2 separate regions of the Pan troglodytes genome follow, and region 2 is linked to region 1. The links are chromatin contacts, called in public capture Hi-C maps. All regions are on one chromosome and are shown on one strand. Each heading gives the region's core, a stretch centred on a gene start, on an enhancer-like site or on the middle of the called end of the contact. The rest is flanking DNA. Distances are from core to core; before and after follow the strand shown.

Evidence for each region. Capture Hi-C pulls out chosen DNA fragments and counts their contacts.
Region 2: a contact with region 1 is called in a capture Hi-C map of stem cell-derived neural stem cells, with 4 times the contacts expected there. The contact joins two enhancer-like sites. A contact is called at or near these places in 1 of 1 datasets of contacts at active chromatin or transcription factors (stem cell-derived excitatory neurons) and 1 of 1 other capture datasets (stem cell-derived neural stem cells).

What each region holds. Positions count from the first base shown.
Region 1 is chr2:187,533,536-187,539,954 of NHGRI_mPanTro3-v2.0_pri, reverse strand. It overlaps CLCN2 (chloride voltage-gated channel 2), which reads left to right. Exons shown (of 24, transcript XM_016942411.3): 14 at 173-283; 15 at 517-730; 16 at 1,036-1,169; 17 at 1,409-1,581; 18 at 1,684-1,798; 19 at 2,021-2,094; 20 at 2,335-2,388; 21 at 2,500-2,538; 22 at 2,714-2,818. Among named protein-coding and RNA genes, the nearest start is that of POLR2H, 10 kb to the left of the region's middle. Within about 2 kb of position 2,919, at least 5 of the 24 cell types and tissues checked have an H3K27ac peak or open chromatin away from gene starts, as enhancers often do. A contact at or near this core is called in stem cell-derived neural stem cells, where this site is marked.
Region 2 is chr2:187,957,945-187,964,467 of NHGRI_mPanTro3-v2.0_pri, reverse strand. No RefSeq gene overlaps it. Among named protein-coding and RNA genes, the nearest start is that of VPS8, 39 kb to the left of the region's middle. Within about 2 kb of position 2,622, at least 2 of the 24 cell types and tissues checked have an H3K27ac peak or open chromatin away from gene starts, as enhancers often do. A contact at or near this core is called in stem cell-derived neural stem cells, where this site is marked.

The sequences.
Region 1 (6,419 bases), core at 1,670-4,169:
GCCCAAGAGCGGGTTTTTGGTCCAGCCCTAGCCCGAACCCTGACCCCACAGGGCTGTGCCCTGCACTGAATGACCCGTTGGCCCCTCCCTCACCCTCTGACCCTCTCTCTTCCTAGTGCCCCCTGCCCTCCCCCTCCACTGCCTCTTTCTCTTCCCACCCCCCTCCCTGAAGGAGCAGCATTTGGGCGTCTGGTGGGTGAAAGCATGGCTGCCTGGTTCCCAGATGGAATTCATACGGACAGCAGCACCTACCGGATTGTGCCTGGGGGCTACGCTGTGGTCGGTGAGTGCCTCAGGTCCCATCGGCCTTGGAAGACCCCCTCACCCACGCCCCAGCCACAGGGTCTGAGACTCTGGTGCCCCCTGCTGGCAGAAACCAGGCTTCCCTCAGATGCACAGGTCCAATCCCAGGACTGTATTGGGCAGCCCTGAGGGACCCACTCAGGACCTGCCCTGGTTGTGGAGGGTCTTCTGGGACCTGGGCACCCTGAGGAGACTGAGTGTGACTGTCCCCAGGGGCAGCTGCGCTGGCAGGAGCGGTGACACACACAGTGTCCACGGCTGTGATCGTGTTCGAGCTCACAGGCCAGATTGCCCACATCCTGCCTGTCATGATCGCCGTCATCCTGGCCAACGCTGTCGCCCAGAGTCTGCAGCCCTCCCTCTATGACAGCATCATTCGAATCAAGAAACTGCCCTACCTGCCTGAGCTCGGCTGGGGCCGCCACCAGTACGGAGGGCTGGGTGCCAAGGGGGCTGTGGGTGAAGGGCAGAGGGCATCCTAGATCCCCCTACAGCCACCTCTAGCAAGGTCCTGGAGCCTGTGAAGCTGGGAGATGAGCCACCTTCGTCCACACTCCGGAGGGGCTGTAGCTGGCCCCTGCTGTTCAGAAAGAAGGGTGGGAGCACCCCTTGGTCCTTAGCTCCCGTCCCCATGGATGGGCTCTGGAGCCCTCCTTGTGGCCCTGGGATGGCAATGCTCTGGGCGCCTCTCCCCATGCTGACCACAAACCAAGCGCCTCTCTCGGCCCCCAGGCAGTACCGGGTGCGTGTGGAGGACATCATGGTGCGGGATGTTCCCCATGTGGCCCTCAGCTGCACCTTCCGGGACCTGCGTTTGGCACTGCACAGGACCAAGGGCCGAATGCTGGCCCTAGTGGAGTCCCCTGGTGAGGCCAGGAGGGGTCCCAGGTGCTAGGGGCATCGCCCAGGGTCGAAGCTTCGGGAAGGGGCAGGGAGCTCAGGACCAGTCTCCTTGGTTCCAAAGGGAATGGGCCAGCACTTGCCAGGTGGGGGCTTCCCTCTGGTGTGTGGCCTGCATGCAAGGCCCCCCACTCTGAGTGTGAGAGAAGGACGGGGCTGGAGGGCTCCCTCTCAGCTCCTGAGTCCTTCCACCTGTTCTGTCCAGAGTCCATGATTCTGCTGGGCTCCATCGAGCGTTCACAGGTGGTGGCATTGTTGGGGGCCCAGCTGAGCCCAGCCCGCCGGCGGCAGCACATGCAGGAGCGCAGAGCCACCCAGACCTCTCCACTATCTGATCAGGAGGGTCCCCCTAGCCCTGAGGCTTCTGTCTGCTTCCAGGTGAGGGGAAAAGCCACAAACGCTTCCTAAATGTCATTGTGTAGACTGATTGGGAGGGTGGTCTGGGGCCGTGGCCTCACCAGCCCCTTCCTGCCTATGCAGGTGAACACAGAAGACTCAGCCTTCCCAGCAGCCCGGGGGGAGACCCACAAGCCCCTAAAGCCTGCACTCAAGAGGGGGCCCAGTGTCACCAGGAACCTCGGAGAGAGTCCCACAGGTAAGCCCATGTCTCCTGTGTCCACAGAGCCTCAGCCAAGCTACTGAGATCCATTAGAGTCCCTGCCCAGCCCTGTTGCTGGGGTACATCCCAGCTGGAAGAGGCTGCCCACATGGGCCAGGGCTGGAACTGGGATACCTCTCCCCGTGTCTTCCTTACCTTTCCTGGTCCTCTCCCCAAAAGATGACATTGCCCCCTGGGGCCTTATGTTTGGGAACACAGGGAGCGCAGAGTCGGCAGGCATCGCCCTCCGGAGCCTCTTCTGTAGCAGTCCACCCCCTGAGGCTGCTTCGGAGGTGAGTGGCTGGAGCCTGTCCTCCTAGCTTGCTTTTTCCCCAGCTCCCTCTCCAATGCTGAGACCACGTCATTAACCCTGCAGTGCCTGCCTCTATTCTCCCTGCCCTTCGGCCCTCCCTGCTGTCAGCTCAGGTCCTGTGGCGTGCCCTTTCCCCTGGGCTCCACCACTTCCCCTCACCTCCCCTCTCCCTATAACCTCAACTCCTCATCTTTCTGGTTTGGCTCTAACAAAACTGAAGAAGTTGGAATCCTGTGAGAAGCGCAAGCTGAAGCGGGTCCGAATCTCCCTGGCAGTAAGTATGCCTGCTCTTCTAGCATCTCGGCGGCACCGGGCAGGGAGGGCAGGGTCTAGGCTGGATAAACTCCAGAGCCCCTAGCTGCCAGCCTCCCTCCCTCTCTACTAGAGTGACGCGGACCTGGAAGGCGAGATGAGCCCTGAAGAGGTAAGGTGCCACTGGACTCTGGACCCTGTTTCTTCCTGGTTGTGTTCAGTCATCATGTTGGCTGCTGTCCCCATGGGAGGGACCACGGGGTTGGAAAAAGGGCAGGCCAGCTTTCAGGGAGGTGAGATCAGCTACAGGCACCTTCTCCCTAAACCTCATAGTCTCTTCCCCTCAGATTCTGGAGTGGGAGGAGCAGCAACTAGATGAACCTGTCAACTTCAGTGACTGCAAAATTGATCCTGCTCCCTTCCAGCTGGTGGAGCGGACCTCTTTGCACAAGGTAGGGCCAGCAGCCTGGCCCAGGGCTGGTCTGGGCTCTCAGGACACAGTGGGGATCTTGGTCCCCCTACAAGTTTGGACTCAGGCCAGTGGGGAAGGAGGGAGGAGAAGGGAGTTGGCTCAGTGCTGAGATGTTTTTTAGACATATTGCTTGGATGATGGGAGGTGGGAGCAGCCTCCTCCTGCTCTGTGGTGGAGCCAGGCATCGTTTTTCCTCTGCTCAGCCTTGCCCTCGAGGGAACTCTGGACCAACAAAGCAACAAAGACAGGGATTGAGCTGGGTGGAAGCCAGAAGGCCAGGCCAGGGTCAGAGCTAGGCAGGAGGCCACCACAGCCCAACAAGGTTGATACGCCCATGCGGAAAAAAATGGGTGAGAAACAGGCAGGATAAGAAAATGCAATAAACAAGCTAACAAACATCCAAGTAGGGGTGGGGAGACTGCAGAGAAGAGATAAACAAAGATGAGAAACACCCAGTGGGGGGCTTGGAATGCCAGACCCCAGAAAGTCTGCCTTAATGTGGGCCGAAGGAAAACTGGTAGGGACGCAGGAAGATGGCTCAGCAGAACTGCAAAGCAGCCTGCAGAAATGGGGCGAGGAACTGAGTAGACTGCCTGGTGGTGGGTGAGGCAGACACCAGAGGAGGCCAGGAGCTCTCTGCTTCCAGGACTCCTAAGGGGGGCAGCCTGCATTGGTAAAATGGCTCCTGGGACCAGCAGAAGCCAAGGGGTGTTTTAGCTAAACTTTTGACAGGCATAATGTACAAGCCTTGAAGCGTTGGGGGGTTTGGGGGAGGGGATAAGCAGCAGGTAGATGTACCCAAAACCTGCAGCTTGGGCATTCAGCTTACACACAAGCTCTGCCTAAGAGCCAGTATAGCATGGACAAGTGGAGACTGAGGCAGGAAGCATAGGGGACAAAAGAGAAACAAAAAGGCAAAAATAAAGGAACTTAGAAGTCCTTGGATGAGTGGCAAACTGCAGTGCAGTTGCAAGAAAAAAGGTAATAGGCCTGAGAGGGCTTTTATCTAAAGCCCTTCTTCCCAAAACCTCTGAGGCCTTTCCACAATGATCTTACTCCTCAAACATCCATGATGATGATCATGCTGACATTTTTCGAGTGCTTGCTATGTGCGAGACACTGTGCTAAGCTCTTCAACTGTTTAATCATCACAAGCACACACTTAGATATTGCGATCCTCCAGTTTTTATAGATAAGAAAACTGAGATTCAGAGAGGTTGAGCAAGTTGCACAAGGACACACAGCTAATAAGTAGCAGAACTGGCGCAGTGGCTTACACCTGTAATCCCAGCACTTTGGGAGGCTGCAGCAGGTGGATCACTTGAGGTCAGCAGTTCGAGACCAGCCTGGCCAACATGGTGAAACTCCATCTCTACTAAAAATACAAAAAATTAGCCAGGCGTGGTGGCAGGCACCTGTAATCCCAGCTACATGGGAGGCTGAGGCAGGAGAATTGCTTGAACATGGGAGGTGGACGTTGCAGTGAGCCGAGATCATGACGCTGCACTCCAGCATGGGTGACAAAAGCGAAACTCCATCTCAAAAAAATAATAATAAGTAGCAGAACTGGGCCTGGAATCTAGGATGGTCTGACTCAAAAGCCTGTGGCTTTAACCATATTAATACACAGGGAAACTGAGGCATGCAGCGAGGAGGTCACGTGCCTGAGTCAGCACAGCAGAGTCAGGCCCAGAGCCCAGATTTCCTGGCCCTGCTCCCAGGATTCTTTCAGAAGGCCATGTTGTCCCTCTCCATGTCAGTTCACTGTTCCCAGGCCCAAGAAGTATGGGCCCTCCAATGGGTTCCATGATGTCTAATTAAATTAAATGAAAAAGAACAAAGTAGATATTTGTTACAAACTTAAAAATCAGAAGAAGAGAAGAAGTCTTTGAGGAACCAACTAACAAAAGTACAAAGAACTAGAAGTGATAAGAACATAAAAGATTAGAATTCAAAATGTCCTTACAGGCCTGAGGAATCAATAGGTAGTCGCCCAATTAAGTTCAGGAGGGGAACATTCAGATAAGAGAGAGAAAACACTGGAGACTACTTAGGAACCCGTGCAACTGGAGATCGCTGTGCCGGCTAATAAGTAATTCATTCAGAGGCCACCCACGGAGAAGCAATGGTAAAGGCCAGAGTGGCAGCCACAGCTAGGGCCAGACCAGCTGAACCCAAATCCTTACTCTGCCACATGCTGGCTTGCTGTGTACCTTGGTAAGTTTCTTAGCCTCTCTGTGCTTCACTTTCCCGATCTGTAAAATGGGGATCACACCTCACTGGGTTTTCTAAGAATTAAAGGACTTGAAACATGTGAAGCACTTACAATAGGGCCTAGCACACAGTAAATACTCAATATATGTTAGGAATTACTATTACTACTCCTACTACTTATACTGAGAGATGAATTTTAAAAGATAGCATATGCTGGGCATGGTGGTGCGCACCTGTAGTCCCAGCTACTCAGGAGGCTGAGGTGGGAGGACTGCATGAGCCCAGGAGTTCAAGTCCAACCTGGGCAACATAGTGAGACTGTCTTCTAACACAAAAATTTTATTTATTTATTTATTTTTAGACGGAGTCTCACTCTGTCACCAGACTGGAGTGCAATGGTGCGATCTTGGCTCACTGCAACCTCCACCTCCCAGGTTCAAGTGATTCTCCTGCCTCAGCCTCCCGAGTAGCCGGGATTACAGGAGCGTGCCACCACGTCTGACTAATTTTTTATATTTTTAGTAGAGACAGGGTTTTACCATGTTGGCCAGGCATGAGCCACTGCGCCCGGCCCAGAAAATTTTTTTAACTAAAAAACATTGTTTAAAAAAAATACTGTAATGAGAGAAGAGCTGAAGTGTGGAAGAAATGAATGTTTTCAGAAAAAGAAGAGTGATTATGTGAAGCTGCAGGCTGGAAGCTGGAGTACACAGTAGAATGTGAGGCTATAAAGACAGGCTGGGGTTGGCTTGGGAAGGGTCTCATGGGCCTTCTAGGGAGTCTGGGCTGTACTCAAGTTTGACAAAGGGCATAGGATAAGCAGGGCCAGACTGGAGGGAAGGGAGGCAGAAAGGAGAACCCACCAGGCTGTTGCAGCCCCAGTCTTAGTGAGGATAGTGAGGCTACAGTCAGTGATGGCCAGGAGGTTTAGGAAGTGAATTGGTAAGGCTTGGTGACTGTCAGGGGCAAGTGGTTTGCAAACCTGAAAGGCATATCGCCCGCCAGAAGCTCACCTGATTAGGATTGTGGAGAAAAAGAAAATTCAAGGGAACTATTTAATAGGCTCCTTGGGAGAAGATGAGAGGGGTTATTTGACCATAAGAAGACAAGGCTAAGGGATTAGTAACATAGGAAGCCTTATAATAAAAGCGTTTCCCTCTGAAGTCAGACAAGGAAATTAAAGCTAACTTGTAGCACGTAGGACTCCAGTTAGCCAGAAGGAATCGCTAACCACATGACAACTGTGTTATAGGTATTCAAGAAACACAGAAGAACTTTTTTTTTTTTTTTTTTTTTGAGACGACAGCGTCTCACTCTGTCACCCAGGCTGGAGTGCAGTGGCACGATCATGGCTCACTATAGCCTCT
Region 2 (6,523 bases), core at 1,373-3,872, 420 kb before region 1:
CCCGCGGGGAAACAGATGAGAGCAGTTTCAGGGAAAAACGAGGAAACTGATCTGTAGAGGCTGCATCTTCTAAGTTGCACGGGTCATTTTTCAACATTCCTGGATGCCCGCCATATGCCAGGAGCTTACCTTGGGTGCTGGATACACAAGAGATAACCAAGACATCGGGACTAGCATCAGATTGCTCATAGTCTAGTGGAGAAGAAGGAGAAGGAGAAGAAAATCAGATATTATAATTAAACAGCTGATGGAAGATGCTGAGTTTGGTCATGGATGCATTGCCTCTGGGACCTCCAGGTGAAAATCATCGGATGTAGAGGGTCTGATGCTTAAGAGTAATTTTTAGGCAAGAAATGTAGATTTGGGGACAGATGAGCCAAGGTCAGAAGGTGCAGGGAATGAGGGGAGGATAGTGTCAAGGAAAGAAGGAGGTGCAAGAACAAAGAAGGATTCAACAGGGTCCAACACCACCAGTCAGGACTAAAATGGGTTTCCCAGCAGCTTCATCAGGACATCACCCCTGCCCTTCGTCAGAGTGGTTTCAGTGGTGTTGTGGGGAAAGAGGCCAGGTGAGGAGGTCAGAGGAGACGGTGAGGGGAGAGGAGGCAGTGGGCAGAGCCAGAGGCAGGAGTAAGTGCCATAGAAGAGATGGGAGGACATGCATGTGCCCGCCTCACAAGGCCACAGCAGAGAGCCTGGGGCAGAGCAAGCCTTCAGCAGAAAGGAGAGGAGTTTTTTTCCTCCTCCCTTCTGCCCCTTCTAGAATAGTCAAAGGCCATCTTGGGTGAGGAAATGGCTAGAGAAAGGCACCCTTCTTCCAGTCATTCAGTAAACATTTATTGAACAGCTACTAGGTGCCAGTCTCAACACCAGGTGCTGAGGATACAGTAGACAGCAAGAGACATGGCCCCGCCTTCCTGTGCGGGAAGGTCTTCCACCCCATCCCACTTCTGAGTGGCTAACAATGGCCACGGGACGCTCATAGCACAACTCCCACTGGGGCGCAGCCCAAGCAGGGGTGGGAAAGTGTGTGGGGCTCATCTATGTCCTCTGGAGGTTCCCCTGGTCCCCAATTCTTGGCCTGGTTTCTCAGAAGACTGCATTCCTACTAAGGATTTAGGGGATGTGATTTAAGCAGCAGCCCTTTGATGGTGGGGGTGGGAATGTTGCATTTTCAGAGGCAACTCTTAAAGAACAGAAAGCTTTCCTGCCAGGATGGCTCTGGAATGACAGCAGAATGTCAAGCAGCTTAAGAAAATTGAGGGGATTTTTTTTTTTTTCTGGAAGGGCATAAGTGGTCAGACATGACGGCTCATGCCTGTAATCCCAGCACTTTGGGAGGCCAAGACGGGTGAATTGCTTGAGGCCAGGAGTTTGAGACCAGCCTGGTCAACATAGCAAGACCCTGTCTCTACAAAAAAAAAAAAGAATAGAAAAAATAATAATACTAATCAGACTTGGTAGTACACACCTGTAGTCCTAGCCCCTTGGGAGCCGAGGCAGGAGGATCACTTTGAGGAGTTTGAGGCTGCAGTGGGCCGTGATCAGAAAGCCGGGGACGTGCAGTGTCCTTTTGGCTCCCAAATCATTCAGATCCTGTTTTTCTATTTTGCTTCCTCCTTTTTTTTTTTTTTTTTTTTTTTTTTTTTGAGATGGACTCTCGCTCTGTCGCCCAGGCTGGAGTGCAGTGGCGCCATCTTGCCTCACAGCAACCTCCGCCTCCCGGGTTCAAGCCATTCTCCTGCCTCAGCCTTCCGAGTAGCTGGGCCTACAGGCGCCTGCCACCATGCCCAGCTAATTTTTGTATTTTTAGTAGAGACAGTGTTTCACCGTGTTGGCCAGGGTGGTCTCGAACTCCCGACCTCGAGTGATCTGCCCATGTCCGCCTCCCCAAGTGCTGGGATTACAGGCCTGAGCCACTGCGCCTGGCCTTCATTTCCTCTTAGCTGAGGTCCCTCCGGTCTGCAGATCTTCCTCCTGGCGGCCTCCACTCTTTTCCCTTTCCTGTTCCGTGTCTACCTTTCGTCGGGGAGAGAGTGGAGCACCGCACGGAAGAGGTGCCATGAGGACAGGGGCCGCGTCTGCTTCCCCAGCTCCTGGATCCCCGCCTGGCACACAGTGGGCCTTCAAGATGGATTCGTTGCCCGAAGGAAGTCAAGAAACCAGGCTAGCGTTCCATTTCTCCTCTCCCTTCAAGGCCTGTGCAGGGAAGGCCTGGCTGCTGCCATGAAGGGGAAGAGAGCCCGGGACAGTGACTCGCCAAAGGGCCCCGGCCAAGGCCCAGCGCAGCAGGAAGGCCGGCCGCATCCTGTCGGAGCCGCACCTCTGGCTTTCGGCCGTGACACTGGGACCCAGGGAAGCCCTGGGATCTCGCCGGGGACCCTCCGACATGAGCCCTGTTCCATATGCCTGAAGAGCGGGGTCAGGAGGGAAGGAAGTGCCCAGACACAGGGAGACAGAGCATTAAAATTCCAGCGGCAGTTCCACGGGCAGGAGCTCACGGTTCCTAACTGACCGTAAACCCTTTCTCCTGACAGCTCTTGGAATCCATCACTCCAGCCTCTCCCCGAGCAGCTGACACATCGCAGCAACGCTTCTCCAGGAGTCAGGGTCTGCTGACTCCGGCAGGGACGGGAAGGCAAGCGAGCGCGAGCAGCTGAAATGGCCCCTGTCTCCCCTGACTTCAGGGCCGAGGGCAGGCGGGCCGGGGAGGCCCATGGAAAGGGCTGTCAAGTGTAGCGCGATTCCCAGCCACAGCCCGAGAAGGTGGTTTGCTAACTGTCTGCCTCTGGGTGGAATTCTATTAACCTAGTGGGGGAAACTCGTTTTCTCCCCACTGAAAGCTCTGAATGGTGTGTCACATATGTCTTTTATTAATAAAAAAAAAAAAGAGAGAGAGAGAAAATAGAGTCATTATTACTGCATAATTGCAGTTCATTTGGTAGGCCAGATCTTTCAAACCCGGGTGCTGGGGGTGCAGTGGAGGGGGGGGGGGTGATAATAAAAGGGACCTTGATATGAACCGCTTGGGAACCACCTGTGTAGGAGGCAGTTCGGGAGCGACTCTCAAAAGGTGCAGTGGCTTGCAAGATTCAGAGCTGGCGTGGGCAGGGACACCCCTCTCAGAGCTGACAGAGTGCACCGCAGCCCTGGCGCCAGCTCGGGGAATCAGGTGACCTTAAGCAAGGCCCTACCCTCCCAGAGTTTCTTTCTTTCTTTCCTTCCTTCCTTCCTTTCTTTCTTCCTTTCTCTCTCTTTCTCTCTTTCTTTCTTTTTCTTTTCTTTTCCTTCCTTCCTTCCTTTCTCTCTCTCTCCCCCTCCCTCCTTCCTTCTTTTCTCTTCTCTTCTTTCTTTCCCTTCCTTCCTTCCTTTCTTTTTTTTCTTTCTTCTTAAAGTTAAGGTGTATAGACTTAACTGCCCTATAGTTATGTTTCTTTTCTCTTTCTTTCTTTTTTTTTTTTTTTTTTTTTGAGACAAAGTCTCACTCTGTCACCCAGGCTGGAGTGCAATGGCACCATCTCAGCTCACTGCAACCTCTGCCTCCCGGGTTCAAGCAATTCTCCTGCCTCAGCCTCCCAAGTAGCTGAGATTACAGGTGTGCACCACCACACCCAGCTAATTTTTGTATTTTTAGTAGAGACGGGGTTTCACCATGTTGGCCAGGCTGGTCTTGAACTTCTGACTTCAAGTGGTCTGCCCGCCTCAGCCCCACAGAGTGCTGGGATTACAGGCGTGAGCCACCGCGCCCGGCTAGGAAGGCTACTATTTAAGATGCTAACCTATCTCAGCTCTAGGACTTGGAAAAGAACTTTAAAGGAGCGATCTTGTGCTCCTGGGAGTCAGCAGAGTGGTGGCAAATATCAGAGGGAAAACCCCCTCTTTGTTTCCACACAGAAGTGGCGTTCTGGAGGCCAAGTTCAGGCCACATTGTCAGCCACCCCTCCCAGCTACAGTTTCTCCTTCTAGTATTCTTTTGAGTCAAAACTTTGGAACATTTCTGTGTTTCTTTTCATGAAGAAGATATTTTACTTATAATACCTGTAAGAAAATAGAGCCAAGATTAAACATAGAGAACCTCCCTCTTCGAACATGAGGGAGAATCCCTAGAAAATGGGCTAGGACTCATGGATGGGACCTTCATGACTTATTCTGTGGATGACAGATCCTATTACTGGTCCGTCTGCCAGCACCACCAGGGGCAGCCACGCCAGCCGGAGAGTCACACAAGATGGGGTCTGTTTCCTGGCTCAGCAAGGGAGAAATGTACATCCCTCACCTCTGGGCCTCTAATGAATTCTGATTCAAGCTGAACAGGCCTAGGAATCGATAGTTTTAATCATTTCAAAAACTGGCCCCACTCTGGGTAAAATTACAATGCGTAAGAAGCTCAATGGAGCTTAAAGGCCACAACCTCATCATCATTTCATTAGACTCACATTTCAGCAAGATAGAAAGAAACATTCTTACACACCGCCCCCTCCCACAGCTCCCCTGTCCTCCCCAGTCCTGTGTAGTCATGCTGGAGGACAGCGATGGTTTACAGCAGCCATCAGCCACCACAGCCACCAGCCCCCTCCCAGCGTGCGCTCCGCCCCGGAGGAAGCTCAGCGCAGTCGCTGGAGACCTCCGTGCAAATCAGTGCCTATGCCTCCCAAGACAAGTTTGCAGTCCTGGGAAGTTTAGGAAAAACAACCCTGCTGTCAGTGTGGCTTCTCACAGCTGGAGGGGTCAAGTTATCAACACAGTATAAACCCAGGCCAGCAGAACCTTGTCCCACCCAGGGCCCCAGACGCCCTCTGGGAAGCAAAGAGTTTGAAAATGTCTTAAGCTTTTCCAGTTTGTTTATTTTCCAATGTTTAATGATATTGTCCATGCAAGGAACAGAACCCCAGCTCCTGCTAACAATTAAAGAGGTTTTCTAATTTAGGAGAGAATGTGATTTTTTCAAAAAGAGAGAAAACTTGCACAGGAAGTCAAGCAAATACTCCACATTGAGAACACACATGCAGAAAAGCCTAGCGTCGAGAAGACCCTGACTGCCTGGTGAACATACGGAATGAAAACTGTTCAGGGCGGCTGACCCAACGAGGAGGCAACATCGGAGGAGGCTGGCAGACGTCTGCTGGACCTCGCTGCACCGCTGCCACCACCAGACTGTTTCATGACTGTGGCTTGTATCTGTGACCCCAGACCTCACCATCCATAGGTCCGGATGGGCTCCCATCGGTGAAATGACCAGAATTCACTGTGCTTGTTTCTGTCTGCTGTAGGCTTACTCTGACGTGGAGGACCCCTTGGGAGTGCCCCGCATGTGTTCGTGAACAGGACTGTCAGCGAGAGTCCCTCTCCCCACGCGACTCTGCGCTGATGTCGTGCTGCCACAGTCACTCCAGGGTCACCTCGTTTGCTGGCCTGCCCTGTGGGAACGCTGCCACCCATACCCAGGGCGTTGCCTTTTGAAGCCCCCAAAACTGCAGTGCCTGAGGCTCCAGAACAGGGCTGTTGGCCTCATGCCCTCAGCACACAGGAGCCTCCCTGTGTCCTGGGGTGTCCTCTCCACTCTGTCATATGCTGTCACCTGGACACCCAAGAGGACTGACCTCCCTGAGTCTTGCAGGGTAGTGAGGTGGGATGGGGGTGAGGTATGTTTCTCTCTACTTCCCTTTCCTTCCATCCACTGCCAGTAGACATTTGTGCCCCACACTTTTCCAAACCCAGCAGACTAGGAAACGGTTGAGGCTAAAATTAGGATCCCTACTCCGTGTCCTCAGACCAGTGGTTCCCCACCTTGGCTGCGTATTAGAATCACCTAGGGAACTTTAAAAAAACTCTATTTCCTAGGCCATACCTCGAACCATGAAATCAAAATCTTTGGGCATCAGTAATTTTTAAGTCTCCCTGGGCAATTTCAACGTGCAGCCAAGGTTGAGAACCACTGCCTTAGAGGAAGGAAAGGAAGGAGGCAAGGAAGGGAGGAAGTAGGGGTGGTGGGAGGGAGGACAAGGCCAAAACTGGAAGCCCTTTCCCTGTGATGGAAGAAAACTGACGTGAGCCAGACCTGGTGCCACACCCCGGGACACACACCGAGAAAACCCAGTGAATCTTCTGCCAAGCCTGCCGGTGACTCGGGGTGCTGTTGTCAGTATCTTTTTTCAGCTGAGTCAACACATCGGGAGAGCCGAAGAAGACAAACACAGGGCGACTCGCCGCTGATGACTTTCCACTTCATACCTGGTGGCATCCGAGATGCCCAAAGGGAGGAGGCCTTGTCAGTGGCGACAGCGGAGACAGACAGAACCCTACACTTGATGGGATGTCGGGAGAGCGTCCAGTCTAGCCCTGTGTAGATTTCTGAACTACCCAAGACTGCTGGCCATCTGTCCCAAGAACACGTGTGACCAGGAACCAGCCTCTGTTAGCTAGGAACACAGAGTCTGTTCATTCATTCATTCGTTCACTCACGCATTCGCGTAATCACAGCTCAGCATGGCAGAGCCGTGAGTAGGGGCCCTCAGATACCACA